Regions from separate parts of the Gossypium hirsutum genome. Here region 2 is linked to region 1. Evidence: chromatin contacts called from public Hi-C data. All regions are on one chromosome and are shown on one strand. The core of a region is the stretch at or near the end of the contact, and the rest is flanking DNA. Distances in the headings are between cores, read along the strand shown. Region 1 holds the start of LOC107918016 (proteasome subunit alpha type-1-B). Region 2 holds the start of LOC107917907 (50S ribosomal protein L27).

Evidence for each region. A called contact is a pair of places that touch in the nucleus more often than the background predicts.
Region 2: a Hi-C map of leaf shows a contact between it and region 1, with 2.5 times the contacts expected there. The contact joins the promoter of LOC107917907 here to the promoter of LOC107918016 in region 1. A contact is called at or near these places in 2 of 34 Hi-C or Micro-C datasets (both in leaf).

Annotation. Positions count from the first base shown.
Region 1 is chrA01:24,589,115-24,593,267 of Gossypium_hirsutum_v2.1, forward strand. LOC107918016 (proteasome subunit alpha type-1-B) reads left to right here and starts at 2,506. Exons shown (of 2, transcript XM_016847505.2): 1 at 2,506-3,045. The coding sequence starts at 2,695.
Region 2 is chrA01:25,270,111-25,274,665 of Gossypium_hirsutum_v2.1, forward strand. It overlaps LOC107917907 (50S ribosomal protein L27), which reads right to left and starts at 1,895. Exons shown (of 5, transcript XM_016847317.2): 1 at 1,337-1,895; 2 at 902-1,126; 3 at 173-282; 4 at 1-73. The coding sequence starts at 257.

The DNA.
Region 1 (4,153 bases), core at 1,256-3,755:
AGCAGGTCACTTTAGGTCTTTTTTGAGTAGTAAATTGAGTACAATTTTATTGAGGTATTACTGAAAGTAAGGGCAGATTCTTAGTCAATTATAAATACATATTTAAGTAAATATTTATTAATAATAACAACTATTGAAAACATTAAAATATATTAATATTATCTTTTAATTAATAAAGATAATTTCATAAATTATCATCAGATTTTTAAGAAAGTTTTGAATAAATCAAATGTGATTTTTTTTAATACAAAGTGAACCGAACGTATTAGTATAACATTTTCAGGACTTAAATTAATACTTTTCAATGTATACCAATCGCCGAAAATTAATTTTTCTTTTAATTACATCTCATTGAAATCATAAGCAAAAACCAAACGCACCCAAATATGAAAAGAAAACAAAATGTAAAATAATTAAATTAGGATGATTTTCATAATTGAAGAACCTAAGACCTAGTAAATGTACGTATGCAGATTGTGACCTGAGTCAAGAGATTCAAATGCCGGGAAGAAACCATGAGGTCCACATTTCCCCATTGAAACGATGCTTTCACATTTATGAGTTCATCAATAAAGACTTCCACCCTTTTTAACTTTACCCGGTTTTTTCAAACAAGCTTTCGTTTTTTTCTTTTTCTTTTTTATTTTTTAAATATCACCCTAGGCAAAAGAAATTTACCAAACTACCCAGGACTACCATCCATTTTTCTATGACTAAATTACAGAAATTATCACTTATGTTTTAATTATCGAATTTTAATTTGTTACGAAATGATTATTAGCATTATCGATTATAACATGTTTGTCATTGAGCCATTAAATGTCGTTAAATGATGTAACGATAAATTAAACAGGAAAGATATCACACGCCTAAACGTATTCAAATCCAAATTTTTCATATTGTTGTAACTCAAAATTAAACCCCAAATCATAATTTAAAATATTCAAACAAGAGCATAAGCGTCCAACTCAAATATTATCCAACACACTTAATTTTCAGATGACTTGATGAAAAGTCTCCAACCTTAAATCTCATCCAACCCACTTAAGGGTTTGTTTCTTTCATTAAAAATAACTTTCGGAAAATAATTACTGGAAAATAACTTACTTTTCTAAAAAAGTTAATAGTTTTTTGGTGTTTGGATGAATTTATATAAAATATATTTTTTGTTGTTTGACAGATTTCTTAAAAATATTTCATAAAAACTATTTTCAATGAAACAAATATACATTTGATATTTTCTTATTTTTTCATTGTTTAATTGAGTTTATTTTTTTATCTATAAATTTATATTTTACATTTTTTGTCATATATTAAAATTATTTTGTTAGATTCAGGTCATTTTTTAGTTACATAACAACCAAGCGCGTATTTTTTATTTAAAAATGTGACATCAACAACATTGACAAAAAAATTTAACAATGTCAATAATTGGACTTGATTTTCAAATATGAAAAGTAGAAGGACTAAATTGAACAATTGTGAAGAGTACATAGACTCATGACATATTTAACCTTTATACAACAAAATATTTATTATTAATATATTTATAATTGTAATAAATAATTATTATTAAAATATTAATATTGAATATTTTCAATATTATGTGAAGAATATTATTTAAATTTATTATTTTTAAAATTTATTATTAAAATAAAATTGAAATATTAAATAATTTATTAAAATAATAAATTATATTAATTAATTTATTATATTATTAAATATAAATAATTAAATATGTATGTTTAATAATATTAAAAATATAATATTTTATATTAATCTTTTAATAATTTTAAATATTTTTAAAAATAAAAATAAAATTTGTTATCAATATAATAATATTAAGCTTGATTTAAGTTAATTTTTATATAAAAATAGAATTACGTATAGAAGAGCTCTTTTTCGAAAAATGACTTACGCTTTTCAAAAGGGTAAGACATTTTCCGTTGACCAAATTGTTTTATATTAAACAAACAAAAGAAAATATAAAAAATATTTTCTGTAAAACTTTTTACATGTAAAAAACTAGACTTTAATTTTCAAATCTGAATCCGAAACAATCATATATTTTTATTAAATTAAAAATGATTCAATCAAAACCAAACCTTATCCAACACATCTCATTTTTTAATTTTAAATAATGATGTTTTCACTAGATTAAAAGAAATTTGATTAAAAATATCCTATTTAAATTGTATTAAAGATGTTTATGGAATAAATCAGGCCTGATTCCCAAAAAATAATTTTAGACTCAAATCCAACTTTCCCTATCTAAATTCTCCATTTTACTAAGTAAAAAGTAATAAAAATATTTTTTAATTATATTTAATTACAAAATTATATAAATATTCAAATAAAATTATTTATATATTTTTAAACAATAAAATAGGCCGGATTGGCCCAAGGAAACTAAATCCAAACCCGGGCAAACACAGACTGTGCTGGGCGGCCCATGAAACCTCTAAACGCTATCCTATATTACAGCTTCATTAGGCCTATTGGCCCATTTTCTTGTCGAATGACCCCAATATTATTAGCATTGAACCAAAGCCATTAGAAGGGCTTTCGTTTTTCTCTCAATCTGTCTTGAAGAAGAAGAAAAACCCTCTTAAAATAACCAGAGAGAGTGTGTTGAAGTCAGTTTCTTTCAATCGAAGAAGAAAGCTAGCAATTAAGACGGTGGCGTAGAGGAAAATGTTCAGGAACCAGTACGATACAGACGTTACCACATGGAGTCCTGCGGGGCGGTTGTTCCAAGTGGAATACGCGATGGAAGCTGTGAAGCAAGGTTCAGCCGCGATCGGGCTTCGATCTAAGACCCATGTAGTTTTAGGTTGCGTCAACAAGGCTAACTCCGAGTTGTCTTCTCACCAGAAAAAGATTTTCAAAGTCGACGACCACATCGGCGTTGCCATCGCCGGTCTCACCGCTGACGGCCGCGTCCTTTCTCGGTATATGAGAAATGAGTGTATTAACTACAACTTCACGTATGAATCGCCACTTCCTGTTGGCAGACTTGTCGTCCAACTTGCCGATAAAGCGCAGGTCTTTCATTTCTTGAAATCCTAAATCTTTGAACTTTTTTCTTTAAGGAAAAGGGAAATGACCTTTATTTTGAGTGTAGTTAAACTGATGGGTAATGTTGATATTTGGGTTTTCTTTGAGAAATTGAAAGTTGAAACCCTAATTAGTGGGTTTCTACTGAAGCATTTAAGTAAATAGAAGTGCAAAATTAATCATAAAATGGTTATTGACTCACAGTTAAGCGCGGCTTCCGTGTAGGAAACATTAATGGATCAAGTAATGTAGAAATAGAACTGCCCATTTGCGTTACTGCTGAACTGATCAATGATTGAATTAATAGCCGAAGTTCTATCTGGAATAGAGGAAAATGAAACGGATAATGCGGATTAGTATAATACAAACTGACAGAAGTATAACTGAGGGGATCTCTTTCCTACTGATTATGTATTCAATTGGTGAGTTAGCTTTACTTGCAAGTTATGGATGAGGGTTTGACTGTAATTGGCATCAAGTGACTTGGTCTGGTAATGATATTGTATTTGCGATTTGTTTCTGACCAAAAACTTCAGGGCATAAAGCAGGCAATAGACTATTCCATAGAAAGGCTGATTTGAAAAGATTGTGGGAGGTGAGTGTATTCCAGTTATTGTCTTATTACCTTGTTAGGCTTCTGTTAATTGAAGGATGAGAGTATAATAGGATTGAAGCTCAATTGTCGTTTGAATGGGCTTAATGGTTTCTTTGCATACAACTCGGAGAGCTTGGCATGCCTTTGTGTGCTCGGTTTTTGCTGTTCTGGTGTTAAGTGATTGAGTAGCAGTTTTCTAACTTTTTCATGATTACTTGATCTGTTCATTTGTTGATGCAAGAAGTGAGGCTGAATGATAAGTCTTTGAGGTTGGTTATGGTGAGTGACCGTAAATTGTGATAGATGATCTATGTTTTCATATGGCTCTTTGATTAACATAAAAACTGTGGAAGCCCTCTGATGTTTATCTTTTGCTTCGTCTCCTTAGTGTTATTCTGTGCTTACCCATTCAATTCACTGCTAAATTTTGTATATTTCTCAACTGTATCTTAATTCAATTGCATATTTGGAGCTCTGACATTGTTTGTAATAATCTTGGAA
Region 2 (4,555 bases), core at 645-3,144, 680 kb after region 1:
TTCTTAGTTGATCCAGCAGTTTTTTTACTAGCCCACCGCCTAAGCATCAAACTTAAGCCAGAAGAAGATCCATCTAAGCCACAAATAAATGAGGATAAGTTCCATGAAATTAGCTCAAAGAATTTAATAAATATTAAAAGCAATCAAAACAGCTCATTTCAACGAAGCATACCCGTGATTGTGCCAAACACAGGAGCGCTGGTAACTAGCTCCTTCACGCTTATCCTTTTGCAGAAGGTCGTTGCAATGTTAAACATATCTAATATCCGTAATCAAAGACACCTTGAAGAGAAATCAAATAACATGATTTTCATCAAATATTAAGTAGTACAAAGAAATCAAATTCCCGAGCTACTTAAGAACATAAAAACCATAAATCGATCAAAGCGAAATGACTGGGGGAAATTCGAGGGCTTTCACAATAGATATAAAGGGTTGTACCTGTCTCCTAATGTGATACGATTGGATCGATCGTCTAATTCATCAATTGCGGATCTTTTTCTAGGTTTTTTTTTTTTTCCTTTTCTTCTCTTGGTATGAAGTAATTATCAAACAAATTTTATAAACTCCTATAAATCATTCAGGAAAGCCAGCTTGCTCTAACAACATATAATCCAAGCAAAAGTTGAAATTAAAAAGGCAAAGTTTAGTAAGCTCAGACAATACTGAACCACATAGATCCTTAAATGATTGAATACACTGATATTGGTTTATGATTGTGCAATTTGTACAGCAAATTAATAAGAAAATTATAGATGGGGACCGAATCAAATAAAAGAAAAGCCCAAAAAAGGATCATGAAATACAAGAGATATATTTTGAACACACCCACAATTTCCATCCATTCAACAATGTCTAACTTACTCAAAGTACAAGAGAAAATTACTAAAACCAAACTGACCTTTAGCAGCTTTAGCTAACAATGGTTGAGCACTGGAAAAAAGGTTGCTTCATGTACCAGTTGGATGGCAGAGTAGCGGAGGCGAAGTGGTAGCAAAGGGGCAGCACACTATTTCAGCTTCTTGGGTTTTTTTCTTAGGTTAGAAATTGAAGTTTTGAACCAAGCCCATTGGGTAAATCTTTCAAAAGAAAAAGCTTACCCGTCAAAACACAAAAAACCCCTTTACTGAAAATGAAAAAACTTCAAAAATTAATAAAATATATTTAAAATTAAAATTAATAAAATATATTTAACATTATTAATAGTTTTTATTTCTTTCATAAAAATATATGTGTGTGATGAAACTAAATGGTTATCTTTCACCAGTATCTTGAACAAAGCAGTAAATGCTCTGCACTATGCACCATGCCACTATCCAACAAGTTCGTTAAATACCTTTTAAACATCATCCCGATGTGGCTAAGGCTAACCACCATCCTTGGCTTCCTCGCCATGAATCAACTGTCTCCCAAGCTCTAAAAATGGATCTCCAATTCGGTTCTACCATTAAATTCCCCGCCGGTTCAAGCTCCTCGCAAATCATATCGAATGTGTGTTTACATATTCGAAACGCGCGTTTGAACCACCACCGGCATTGTCGGAACTAGCTGAAAGCGTCGAAGAACTACCGGCGACGGAGCCTGATTTACGAGCTCGCTTCTTTCTGGAATTACCCAACTCTTCTTCCGTTTCAAACCAGTAATTTCTTCAATTTTTGCTTCAGCTTCAAACAAAATTCAAAGCCAGTCAGCCATAGATGATGTTGTTCTTCTTGCTTTGCTCCCTCGTCTAAATAAGTCTTTAAACCCGTTGTTTTCTTCATTGGCCAAAGATTCATCACTAACTTTTCTACCCATTTTCTTGTTGTTCCCATTGAACCCATTTTCCATTTCCTCAAAGGAATCGAAGCTGTTATTATAAGAAAATTCTTGTTGATCAAAAACAAATGTGAAAGAACCCATTTCCATTTTACCAAGAATATTATATTTGTAATATTTTTATTAATTTTTTAAATAACTTTTATTAATTTAAAATAATTTTTAAATTTCTGTTCCTTTCTCACATCTAGGCTTTTTTATCTGAATATTGTGAAAAAAAAAACCTAAATAGTATGTTTGGTAGATTATGTACCGAAATGGTACATGAATGTAAGTGGAAGTTGGTGCATAAGCGGCACCACCCTAAAATCTAAAAGAGTAGACTAAAATATATATATTAAAAAATTGAAAATGCCATCTAAATAGGCAACACTAAAGAAATACGGGTCATTTACATATGACCAAAACCCAACCCTCTGTCGACCTGCTGACATTAAGGTGACAGGACCACTAGTGATGCCTAATAGGTAGGCGGCACACCCCCCGATCATGCCAAACTAATAGGCAACACTAGGGTGGTGAAGCCAACCTCATAAGCACACTCTTGACCCCTGCAACAGTGGCAGTGATGGGACAGGACTATGCCCGTGAAATCTGTTTTGGGGGCCATTATAAGGTCCCCAATGTCCCCATTTTGGCCGGATGAAAGGAAAAAGAAATTTAGAAGAAGAAGAAAAAGAGAGCGGGAAGGGAAGGAAGGGAAAAAAGAGAGAAGAAAATAGAAGCTGAATAAAGAGAAGAGAAGGGAAGGGAAAAAATAGAAAAGGAAAGGAGAAAGGGAAAGAGAAGAAGTTGTGTTTGGGATTTGAGAAAAAATTAGGGTTAGGTTTAGGGTTTGAAAAAAAATTAATCAAGAGGTTGTATTTGCAGTTAGAAGGATTTGGTGTTGAAAAGAATCATAAAAGATATTTTTTCTATTTACTAATTTTTTGTTATAAATAAATGTTTTTTTCTTTTTTTTATTTATTTTGAAATTAATTTTTAATTTTATTGTTGTAAGGTATTATTTGGTTAAAAAGAACTATTAAGGTATGTTGGTATTTATTTTATATTTTCATTCATAAGCTTGTTTTAATGTTTGTTTCAAGTAAAAAAGCCTATTTATGTTATGTGGAAAGAATGTTTTATTTTTTTATGAAATTTATTTGTCTTGTGTGTTTTAGGTTTATTAAATTTATTTTTTATGTAAGTTATTTGTCATGTGTGTTTTAGGTTTATTAGATTTATTTTTTTATGTAATTTATTTGGAATTTGTGAACGAAACCATTGAGTTGGAATTGATGAAATAAATTAAGAATAAGAGTTTACGTGTTCTAACTTTTTTAGATTTTATAATTGGGAATAAGAGTTTATGTGTTTTAAATTTTTGAAATTTCTTTTGAATCCTTGAATGAAAAAATTTATATTTTTTGACAACAATTAAGTTGGCATGTTATTATCTTTTAAACCAATATATTCTACTTATTATCATTTTAAAATAATAACAAGAATATTCATATTTATTATGTTGAGATAATTTATGTTATATTTCTGTTATATTTTTTTGATTGGCGTGTTATTTTTATTATTTTAATATATATTTTTTGTTTTTTATGTAGGTAAAAGTTTAGACCATTGAGTTGGAATTTGTGAATGGGACCATTGAGTTGGAATTTGAGTTGAAATTTATAAGATATATTTATTTTGTTAATGTAGTATAGCAAAAAAATATGATGTGGACAAAACTGTTTGGTATTTCTGTAATTAAAAGCAATATTTAGGTATTTTGATAAATATTTAAAATGCATCAAACTTAGAAATTAATGATCAAATTTTTTTTTGAAATTGCAAGTATTGAAATGGGTTCATTGATTAAGAACAATGATCACATATCAAACACTGTTAATAATATAGTAATATATTGTTATTTTTTATTCACAGGTTCCCTTAAAAAAAGTTCCACGTCATTTACAGAAATAAGTTATGTTGTAATTACTATTTTCTGTAATTTAATAGTGTTAGGGCCCGTACCGCACATTGAGGGGTCGGGTGAATGGTTTAGGATATCCCCCGGATGAACAACTGATGCCATACTTGGAGTTAGCCAGATTCGGGTCAGCAACATTGATCCGGACGTTTGATTTGCAGTACGATTTACTATCTGCATTAGTCAAGCATTGGGGCCTGGAAACCCACACTTTTTATTTTTCATGTGGGGAATGCATTGTCACTCTAGAGGATGTTGCACTGCAACTTAGGCTCCCAATCAATAGGAGTGCCATAACGGGCGTAAGTACGATATCTTAGCCGGCCGCCTTTTGTTATAGCGTACTAGGAGTCTCGCCCAATGATGCAGAGTCCAAATTTACGGGTTTGAGATTTTCATGGATGAAAGCCAATTTTGAACATTTATCAATTAATGCCACTAAGCAAGAGGTGATATGTGCAGCTTAAGCGTACATTATGCATGTTATAAGGGGTGTATTGATGTCGGATGCGAACAATAACAGGGTTAATTTGATATATTTACCCCTATTAACTGATTTGCAGAATGTTCGCTCATATAGTTAGGGTTCCACAGTTTTGGCTATATTGTATCCTGAGCTTTGTCAGACGACAAAGCCTGATGCCGTAGACATAGGTGGATGCCTCATATTGCTGCAGTCTTGGGCACTTTACCGGATTTCATTCTTGGCATCAGTTAGTCACTAAACATATGTATTCTACTGATGAATAGGTGACAAAATTTTACTTTTTA